Regions from separate parts of the Mus musculus genome. Here region 2 is linked to region 1. A link is a contact called in public Micro-C data. All regions are on one chromosome and are shown on one strand. Each heading gives the region's core, a stretch centred on a gene start, on an enhancer-like site or on the middle of the called end of the contact. The rest is flanking DNA. Distances are from core to core; before and after follow the strand shown.

Region 1 (5,476 bases), core at 1,211-3,710:
CAGCAGACTATAAAAAATACTCTGGAATTCTGTACAGCTTTTTCTACAACTAAAACTAACAAACACATGGACTAAATCCAAGCAAATAAAACCAGAGCTACATTGGGAACATAAATGACTACGTTGGTTCAAAAGAACTAAAAACAGAGCCAGAGAAAGAAAGGGCTTAGTAAGAGAACTTTCCTAGCATGCTCAAGGCACTGGGTTTGAGTCCCAACACTGGGAGGAAAAAAAAGTAGTAAGCATGGAATGGAAATTGTCCACTTATGGGCAAAATGGTTAAGCTGGAATAGTCAAGAAACACAAAAATTCCTGTAATGCAAAGTCACTAATGTCTATTACGAATAATCTCCACTTGGGTGTTTAATTTTATCCCCTAAAACCTAACCTCCTTACCAAGCCTATTCTTCTCAGAAAGCTCTCAGTACCTCCCTATTCTAGTCTATCTTTCTTGCTAAAGACAAAATTGTTGCTGTCCTCTACATTTCTATACACAATGTATTAAAAAGTCAATAACCTCTCACCACAGCCACAAATTCCTAAATCATTTCTGGCCTCATTACTTGGTATCTCTGCTTCTGTTTCTGCTATCCCTTCCCCCAAATGGTGGTATATTTTCCAATTAGTCATAATATGGCTCCTTTGAAAATCAAGTTTGATTATATCAGCTTGTAATCAAAAAGAGGTCTCCTCTCCCTACAGAGGCTTATAAAGCCTTTCACAATCTGATCTCTCACCCTTTTAATCTGTTGGTACTCTACGACTCTTACTTAACTGGCTCCAACACGGCCAGACCCGCCTCTCAGCTCTCTTCTGACTCCAGTCTCCACACTATTGCCTCAGGGCTTTTGCAAGTGGCTTTCTCACTGCATATCCTTCCCTCAGAAAAGAGCATGGATCACCCCTTACTTCCTTCCGGTTATCAAATTTTTTTTCCAGAAGGCCTTTCCTAACTACCTCTAATCAAATTGCAGCCCGTTTCTGGCTCTGTCTTCTCCCTGCTTTTTCTCTAAGTCCTTTAACATCATCTGACAAGGACATATTCTTCTTACTTATTGTCTGAGGTTCTTCCAGAATATGTATGACCCAAGAAAGGGGGTATTTATCTGTTTATAAAACGTGTCTGGTCCACAATAGGTACTTAAACATCTTTACTAAATGCATATGCTCTATATGCAATTTATTGTCTGGGAAGTATTTTAATGGAAACTAAATAACAGAAACTCATCTCCCCCTTACGTCCTCTATCTTCCAAAGTCTCTCAATATCTGTATGTGTTAGTGTCAACGTGGATGACAGCAACGAGCAGCAGAAAAGTTACTTGCAATGCTCTGTAAATACAGATATCCCCTACCAATCAGCTACATAATAAAAGCTAAGAGCCAACATCTTTATTAGTATAAGGTTACTAGGTGTGGAAGTTAAAAGTAAAGGCAGACCAGCCAAATGCCTTTCAGGAAGAAAAAGCTCAAATTAATGTGCCATATCAACCTGTTAAACAAACCCTGGAGAAAATGCACAATGAATTTGATCCTTAAGGAAATACTGGCCAGAATTCAACACAAATGTGTGTTCTACACGAGTCAACACCTTAAAATTTTTTTCTCACACCATCAACTACCAAGCAAGAGCTGTGTCTGTCTGTCTCTGTCTCTGTCTCTGTCTCTGTCTCTGTCTCTCTCTCTCTCTCTCTCTCTCTCTCTCCATCAAGGATGTTTTGCTGTTTTGTTTATCCCTCTGAGGATTGGATGAGGACACTTTTCTTGACTCCCTGAGCTCCAACCCTCCATCATGAACCCTTGGCCTCCGGTGGCAGAGGAAATCTCCCTGGGTCACGTCCCTATTATATTAGCATCTCAGCCACCGCTCCAGAGGTGCGCGCGAACCACGAAGGGTTGTTTGCAGAGTCCCGCAGCAGGTGTCACGGGCAGGGAAGGGACAGCAAGGACTCCGAAGCACCAGGGTGGGGAATGACAGATGGACCCGCGGCGCGAAGTGAGACGCCCTGAACCTGTCAGCTCCCGCTGTCACCTGCTGGGAAGGACCGGGCAGGCTGAGGGTAGCGGCGGTCCGGGACAAGCGCTTCCCGAGGTGAAGCGCCCCCTGAGGACACCGTCCGCCGCACCAGCCGGCCGGTAAGTAAAGTTACTATGGGGTCCGCGCCGCCGCCACAGCCCTCGGGGCCCGGGTCCGCCTCAATCAGCAACTGTGCAGAGCTCAGAAGGCAAGCGAACCCCGGCCGGGCCGAGCTCCGGGCACCACCCCGTTCCCTTAGCGCGGCACGACCCCGCCCGGGCGGCCCGCCACCTTCCCGCCATGCCCCGCTGAGGTCGAGACCCTGACCCTCTAAAGGAGCCCGCTGCGGTCTTTACCTCCGCTCTGTGGTCCGCCGCGCGCTCTCGCCCGCCGGTGCAGGAGAATCCCGACTCACCAAGGCTGCCAGGCCAGCGTGAGCTCTCACCCCCGCCCCCTCAGGTAACCCGGGAAACCGGGAACACCACCCCCTTCCTCCCCCGCCCAGACCCAGACCCGCTCCTCTGCGCGTGCGCACCGTCCCCGCCTCGAGCGCCTAAAGTCCCGCCCCACCGGGAGGGCACGCTGGGGTCGCCGACGTGATGCGTGGAGAATCTCAGCCAATGAGAGGAAGAAGGCGGGACAAATGCAGCGAGGAGGGCCCTGTGCAGCTTCTCTGAACTCCACCCCTCCCGGCCGCATAAAGCTTCGTCCATCCCAGGCGATTCAGCCCCTAAAAGCGCAAGCCTAGTGTCTTCTTTCTACTGTAAACTCACGTTTACTGGGAAAATTACATCTTTGTTGAAGACTGTACAAAGTGACTGACTGTCTAGAACTTTACCATTACGGAGAGATGATGATCAGTAACCAAGATTATCTTGGACTATCTTTAGGTTCTTTAAAAAAACTGCTTATTACCAACCTTTGTAGCTGACCTAAGATCTTTGTGCCTGTTATGTAAAAAGTTTGGAATGTATTGTTAAACTTAGCCAACGACTGGCTTTTCAGCAGTGCTCAAAAGAAGAGTATCATCAGCTGGAGATTTTCCTGCTATGCTGTAGCCTACCTCCCCGATGTCCTTTCCGCTATATTTGGCAAATGTATTGATTTATGGTCTTTTGTTCTATGGCTATAAGACTGCGTGTAAACCTCTTTCACAGTAGAACATGTAATTCTGGGAAACCCGAATCTCTGTTACTAAGCACTATTCACTCAAAGTTGCCTCAGAATAAACTTTCTTTTGGTTTTTGTTTTGTTTTGTTTTGTTTTGTTTTTTCATGGACAGTATGTGCAATAAACTGTTGTCCTATTTTCTGTTGGAGGTCACAGGATTAAAAAAAAAAAAAAAAAACAAAACAAAAGACAAAAAACGGAAAGGTTCACCAAGATGGAAGCAGGGCTATCCTCAAGATAGCATTGGGGCCTGAACTTATATTTCTGTCAAACAGAAAGAGAGAAACTTGCAAAAATTCTGGGTCCAGGTATGATACCCTACCTAGCCCTGTTCAAATATGCTAGCATACAGTGGGCAATGTGACAAAGATCCTTGCTTAAAGCAAACTTTAGTCAGACTTTGAACCTTCTCCTTGGCCCATGTGCTATGTGTGCACATCTTTGTAAACTCTAGGTTTAGCAATCGCCAAGGCAGTTTAGCAAGAACCCACACATACACAATCACACCCTCCCTATCTACAAAATCTCTCAGTCCCCACCTTTGGTATCTATTCATGCTGGCCTGCCTTCAGCATGAATCTTGTGAGGTTGATGCTACCAACATTCACCTATGTTGGTATCAACCATGAGCTCCACGTTTCTTGACTATAAATCCCCAGGTATCCCTAGTGTGTTTAAATCAGAGGCCAACTATGTACCTGGGTTCTTTTTGTTATGCTAGTCCTGGATAAAATTTGTCTTTGCCATTTTAACTTGTGCCCAGCTTTGGTTTTCTCATGACTATTAATGTTATACACTTTAATATACCAACCTCTTCTGAGTGTGGGAACCACAAGTTAAACAAAAGGATATCTGATCCTCACTACAGTCCAACTAAACCTAAGACTGACAAAATGATGCTGCTGTAGGCATTTTGACAGCTTAGGGGCCACCCTTCCTCTTCTTCCAGCCACAACTGTGGCGGGCCTTTGAGATAACAGAGGCATGGGGGGGAAAGTCAAAGCTATTGATATATTTGGTATCATTTGGCAGTTTTCAAGGTCTTCCCAAATAATACAATTAATAATCAAATAGTCTACAGCTTGATCCTGTAGCAGAAGAGAGGGTGGAGAGATTTACAATCAGTGACAGAAAAAAACACTGGAACCCCCATGTTCACCACCAAAGAATACACATGACAGTCAGAACATGTCTGAGAAAAGCCCATAGCATACACATGTGAGGAAAGGCAGGAGCTGTGTGAAAGACCCATAAAGACTCACAACCACCGTGGCCCATGCTTTGAGCCTTTGATCTTTCTCCAGCTCTGACTTGAGCTTTTCTTCTTTAATAAGCTCCCTGTCTTTCTGCCACTGTCTTATGTGTCCCTGGTCCAATTCCTTGCTCTAAGACACAAAACCCTGGAAATTCCAGTGGGTAGCTTCCACACTCCATAATCTGTCTATAATAGTAGGGATCACTGTAGACCTAAGGTCTCCAGTCACTTTTTTTTGCATAGGAATTGAAATAAAAATAATTCAGGACATTATATTCAAAGGCTATTTACCAAGTGCAACTCTCAGTTTCTCAACTCCCTTATGGCCTGATGATAGAGTATGAAGTTACCCACTGATGTGGCTGAAGGGGTCTCTCTAGGAAAATTCCTCTCTTTAAAATAACTTTATCTGATTCTGGTATTAACCATTAACAGCTCATATCTTTAGGCAGAGGTTACCCACTTCCTCTGGCAGGCAGGCTCTCAAAATACCAGTACTCTAGGGATGGGCAGCATACAAAGTCTCTAAGAAACAAATGAAAGAAATGCCACAAAATGCACTCGTTTAACAAATATGTAAAGAGCATCTCTTAAGTACTAGGATCTGTGCCCAACTCAGTACCAGACACTTGAAACACTGCAAACACAGAGAGGGAAAGTAGTTACACCTTACTGGTCAGGTATTTACCCCAGACTGAATCTAGTCTTGTTCACTCAAAGTTCTCCTGCTAATCTAAAACAACAATAAACAAACAAACAAATCTTCTAATGAACAAAAAGTCACAGAAATATCAAGTAACAAACTGACAAACTGCTTTCTAGTTCCCTTGGAAGAGAGATTATAGATGAATGAGCAAGACTTCATTAAATGGAAAGAAAATGAAAGACATTACATAATGGTATACATTGTCCCTCAGAATATTTTTATTCATAAAATGCCAAAGTAATGGCATTTGTGACATTATCTGTCTTCATCATAAAGGATTTTAAACAAGATACTACAGTATTTATTTTGTTCAAGAACACTTAGAATTA
Region 2 (5,476 bases), core at 2,162-4,661, 280 kb before region 1:
CAGCATTCATCTGCCTCTGTTTCCTTCCTGAGTGATGGCATTAAAGGCATATATGGCCACAAGTGGTTTCATTATTTCTTTAACCCCAGAAAGTTTTTTTTGTTTTGTTTTGTTTTCTTTTGGTCTCTGATTTTAATTTCTTTTTCTGTTACTTTATTGTATGTTTAGTTCAAGTTCAAGTTGTGTGTGTGTGTTTCCCTGGAAGGTGTATACGTCTTTCTCTTTCTAATTCCTTGTTCTGACACTCCATTGCTCATGGACCTAACAAAGATGGAAGGCGACATGTGGATGGCAGCCATCTTGTCTGCTGACTGACCTCACCAAAATGGAGGTGGCCAGCCATCATGTGACCTACTGTTCTAGGTCACTTCTGTTTCTCCCTTTCTTTCCCAGCCTCTAGAAGAAGAGAACTTAATTAAACCCAGTGCAGAATGGTGAGAAGGCATGGAAAAGCCACCAGCAGCCACACCCACATGTTTTTCTCTTGCTTTTTCTCCATTACTTTTAAATGCCAGATGAATTGATCATTTTAAATGTTTTGGCTGGTTTGTTGGTTGATTTTGTTTTGTTTTTCAGGAGGTATGGTGGCCTAGTGCCTATGCAAGCCCAGGCACAAGAAATAAATCAGTAAAGATCTCTGAAACACAAACCTGGCGTGGGTCCTAGCTTGGCCATAGAAACACACACACACACACACACACACACACACACACACACACACACAAGTATTAATTTACAAGCAGCTACACCCTCATGTATCGGGAAAGCAGGACATGAAACAGTTTCCACAACATTTTTTGTTGTTGTTGTTGGTGGTGGTGGTAGTGGTGGTGGTTAGGGTTGCTTGTTTATTTCTAAGTATCTCTGGGAAGTATGCTTTCTTAGATCTGTATATCCTAGACTAACACACACACACACACACACATACACACACAAAGGGGTTGGAAGGACATGAATTTTAGGAAAAAGAAATACTTACTGGCTAGCATTCCATCTTTCTGAACTTTAGGGCTGGAGAGAGAGAGAGAGACAGAGAGACAGAGAGAGACAGAGACAAAAATAATTGTTTTCAGCACACAAGTCTAGAATTGGAGAGCTGGATTGAGGGCTCAAAGGTTAAGAGCACTGGCTGTTCTTCCATAGGTTCTGAGTTCATTCCCAGCAACCACATGGTGGCTCATAACTATCTATATTGAGGTAAGTAATAATATCTATAATAATCCTCTGGCCTGAAGGCATACATGCAGCTAGACTGTTGTACATATAATAAATAAATCTTTTTTAATAGGTTTTGTTTTGTTTTGTTTTGTTTTTTTTATTAATTATATGTAAGTACACTGTAGCTGTCTTCAGACGCACCTGAAGAGGACATCAGATCTCATTACGGGTGGTTGTGAGCCACCATGTGGTTGCTGGGATTTGAACTTCAGACCTTCGGAAGAGCCGTCGGGTGCTCTTACCCACTGAGCCATCTCACCAGCCCTAAATAAATCTTTTTAAAAAAAGAATTAATTAGAAAAAAATTAAAGAAATCAAACACAAGCCCACTAGACAGCAAGTAACAGCACTCACAGCTGAAATATAACACACACACACACACACACACACACACACACACACACACACAGAGAGAGAGAGAGAGAGAGAGAGAGAGAGAGAGAGAGAGAGAGAGAGAGAGAGAGGGATATGAATCTTAGGAAAAAGAGATATTGCTGTGTTAACATTCCACCTTTCTGAACTTCAGGGCTGGAGAGACAAACACACACAGAGAGGGGGACAGGGACAGAGACAGAGAGGACAGAAAGACAGAGGACAGACATACACAAAATGAGAGACAGAGTGACAGAAAGAGAAAGACAGATAGAGGGAGACAAACACCCTCCAGTAAATTAAAATGAAAACACACCATCACACAAAGGAAGGAAGGAAGGAAGGAAGGAAGGAAGGAAGGAAGGAAGGAAGGAAGGAAGGAAGGAAGGAAAGAAGGAAGAAAGAAAGGAAGGACAAAGATGATTTAATTATCTTCATTACACAGGTCAAGAATTATAAAAAAAATTTAAAGAAATCAAACACAAGCCCACTAGACAGCAAGTAACAGCACTCACAGCTGAAATATAAGACACAGACACACACACACACACACACACACACACACACACACACACACACACACACACAGAGACACACACACAAACTTTGTCATGAAATCCAACATGCCTTCATGATCAAAATTCTATAGTCAATAGGACTAGAAGAAACATATGTCTGTAGAATAAAAGCCAGAACCTTTTCTACTTTGTTTTATTTTGCCTCAAGATAGAGTTTCTCTTGGTGTGGCCCCAGCAGCCTTGCAACTTGCTCTGTAGGCTTGGGTAACCTCAAACTCACAGAGGTCTGCTCTGCCTGCCTCTGCCACCCACACAGCTGGACAAAAGCTAGAATCTTTTTTTTCTTCTAATCTGTTTGTTTGTTTGTTTGTTTGTTTTCCAATGTATACGTGTGTTCTATCTGCTCTGTTGCCTATATGCCTGCATGCCAGAAGAGGGCACCAGAACCTAGGAGGACCCACCACATGGCTCCTGAGAATGGAGGTCTTTCCCCTCTGTACGCCTCAGCTTTGGAGAGAGTCCGAGCTTGTACACAACCTTCTTATTGTTTTACCCAAGCCAAGATGGAAGATGCAGAGATCTCTTGGATAACATTCTCCACAAAGTCTTCCATGAATTCAGTCTGTCTTCCAATTCAAGCCTGGATGTAGCTGATGTTTTTTGGGGCAGAGATGAAAGGAATGTTCTGCATAGGTGGTTTAATGAACACAGAAGACTAGAATAAAGGTCTTTGGTCAGCTTAAAAAAAAAAAAAGTAAATTCTAATCATATAGAGGGTAGATATCTGCCCGGCTCTTCTAGTGTTGTTTAAAGCCAATAAAACTAATAAACTAATAAAAAACTGCGTTTTTTTTTTTTTTCAAAAACAGAATAATCAAGGTGGGGTAAGGAGCCCCATTTGGGAGTAAACATTTCTACAACATAACTGTGTGTTGTTTTCCTTCACATAAGCAGGGTTGGGGGTAGGGTTCCTCAGACATAAGTCTGAAAGAGTACAATGAATCATTTGGGAAGGGCAGTGGTAGGGTGGAGGTGGGGGGATGGGGCAGACTCCAGACAGAGAAAATTTTCTCTGAGTCCTGGAGTGCAGCCTGTCTCTCTCTCTGCCCTGTAGGGACTGTTAGATGAAAGGTATGCACTTCCACGCCCAGCTTCCCATTTCTCTCTTGTACCCCTGGAAGGTATTACACCTGCAAGTCTGTTTCTACTTCTTTGTTCTGTCACTTGGTTGCACATTGACCTCACTAAGATGGCACTAACATGTGGATGGCAGCCATCTTGTCTCCTGACTGACCTCACCAAGATGGAGGTGGCCAGCCATCATGTGACCTACTGTTCCAGGTCACTTCTGTTTCTCCCTTTCTTTCCCAGCCTCTAGGAGATCAGAACTTAATCAAACCCAGTGCAGAATGGTGAGGAGGCACAGAAAAGCCACCAGCAGCTTCAGCCACATGCTTTTTTCCTTGCTTTTTGTCTAATTCTTTTAAGTGTCAGAGGAATCAAACATTTTTTTGTTATTTTTTAAATTAAAATGCATAATAAAAGATAAATATAATCAGTCATCCTGGAATTTCTTCTGTATGCCAAGCACACTTAGTTAGCCAGTCAAAACAGGTAAAAATTTATATCAACATAAATATCACTCACTAAGAAACACTGAAGAAAAAAGAAAATAAGAAAGAAAGAGAGAGAGAGAGAGAGAAGGAGGGAGAGAGGGAGGGAGGGAGGAAGGAAAGAAGGAAGGAAAGAAGGAAGGAAGGAAGGAAGGAAGGGGAAAGAGAAAGAGAGAGAGAGAGAGAGAGAGAGAGAGAGAGAGAGAGAGAGAGAAAGAAAATCAGGCAGACTTTTTTGTTTATTCAAGATGTAATTTTACTCTGAGTAGCCCTGATAGGCAGACAAACTTGTTTGGTCTGTCTGTTGGTTGATTTTGTTTTGTTTTCTTTTTCAGGAAGTGAGGTGGCTTATTGCTTACACAAGCCCAAGCACAAGGAATAAATAAGTAAAGATCTCTGATACACAAATCTGGGGTGGGTCCTAGTGTGGCCATGGAAACACACACACACACACACACACACACACAGAGAGAGAGAGAGAGGGGGGGGGTGGGGACAGAGAGAAACAAACACAGAAAGAGTCAAAGAGAGACGCAAAGAGAAAGAAAGGCAGACGTAACAGGAAAAGAAATTAAAAACTAACAGAAAACAATAACCTTCCTTGTTTAGAGAAATAAGGAAACAGGGTGTCATCCTGAGTGAGGTAACCCCAGTCACAAAAGAGAACACATGGTATGCACTCACTGATAAGGGGATATTAGCCCAGAAACGTAGAACACCCAAGATACAATTTGCAAAACACATGAAACTCAAGAAGGAAGACCAAAGCGTGGATACTTCGTTCCTTCTTAGAATGGGGAACAAAATGCCCATGGATGAAGTTACAGAGACAAAGTTTGGAACAGATCCTGAAGGAATGACCATCCAGATACACCCTTTAGATAGAAACTTTTAACAATTAAAGAAAAACCTTCTTGTCTTTCCTACTATAGTCATTTCCTCTTAAATGTCATTTTTTTTAAACTTGGGCTTATCAGTTTGACTTGGAGATAATCTGGTGAATTCTTAAGCAAACACAATATTAGATTAATTCTCTTTTTCTACCAACCATTTATATAATGTCAGACATTAATATGTTTCTTAAACCGTTTACAATATTTCTAAAGACAATATATATTATGCTACAGGATGATGTTCCATAAGCAAAAAAGCACACTGAGCTAGAACATTGTAAAATTATGCTGAATATTTATACTGATTATAGTTGAAAATGAATTTGGTTACACCAAGCATTCTGGTTGGCTAGTTCATTGTTTAGCTGTGTGTATTAACTCAATAAACTCAATCAAATGTCATGACAAAAAAATGTGCATGCCTGTGTGTTACTCTATGTGATAATTACCAGAAGCATGTTTTCTTCAGTGTTCCCAGATATAGTGAGCTTAAAATAGGCGTTAAATGTATGTTTTTAAGAAGGGTATATAGCCCAAGCCCTAACCCAAATCCTAACCCTAACCCTAGTCCTAGTCCTAGTCCCAATTTTAGCCATAGCCCTAGTCCTAACCCTAAACCAAACCTATACCTACCCTTAGTCCTATCCTAAAACCTAACCCTAACCCTAACTCTATCCTATACCTTTCCCTGTTCTTAACCCAAGTCATAACTCTAACCCTAGCACTATTTATAACTGTAACCCCTGAAACTAACCCTAGCCTTATCCATAGCCCTAGACCTATCTCTATCCCTAGTCCAAGTCCTAGCCCTAGCACAAACCCTAACCCTAACCCTCGCCCTAGCCCTAACCCAAAACCCTAA

The links. A called contact is a pair of places that touch in the nucleus more often than the background predicts.
Region 2: a contact with region 1 is called in a Micro-C map of embryonic stem cells, with 4 times the contacts expected there. The contact joins the enhancer-like site here to the promoter of Lyst in region 1. A contact is called at or near these places in 4 of 39 promoter capture datasets (the HPC-7 cell line, embryonic stem cells and stem cell-derived epiblast-like cells), 2 of 15 datasets of contacts at CTCF or cohesin (the NIH/3T3 cell line and large pre-B cells), 5 of 484 Hi-C or Micro-C datasets (the N1E-115 cell line, embryonic stem cells and nephron progenitors) and 1 of 115 datasets of contacts at active chromatin or transcription factors (embryonic stem cells).

What each region holds. Positions count from the first base shown.
Region 1 is chr13:13,587,393-13,592,868 of GRCm38.p6, reverse strand. It overlaps Lyst (lysosomal trafficking regulator), which reads right to left and starts at 2,460. Exons shown (of 53, transcript NM_010748.2): 1 at 2,373-2,460. Gm30836 (a long non-coding RNA gene) reads left to right here and starts at 1,668. Exons shown (of 2, transcript XR_382086.4): 1 at 1,668-2,135.
Region 2 is chr13:13,865,201-13,870,676 of GRCm38.p6, reverse strand. No RefSeq gene overlaps it. Among named protein-coding and RNA genes, the nearest start is that of Gng4, 84 kb to the right of the region's middle. Within about 2 kb of position 3,411, at least 24 of the 459 cell types and tissues checked have an H3K27ac peak or open chromatin away from gene starts, as enhancers often do. A contact at or near this core is called in the HPC-7 cell line, the N1E-115 cell line and embryonic stem cells, where this site is marked.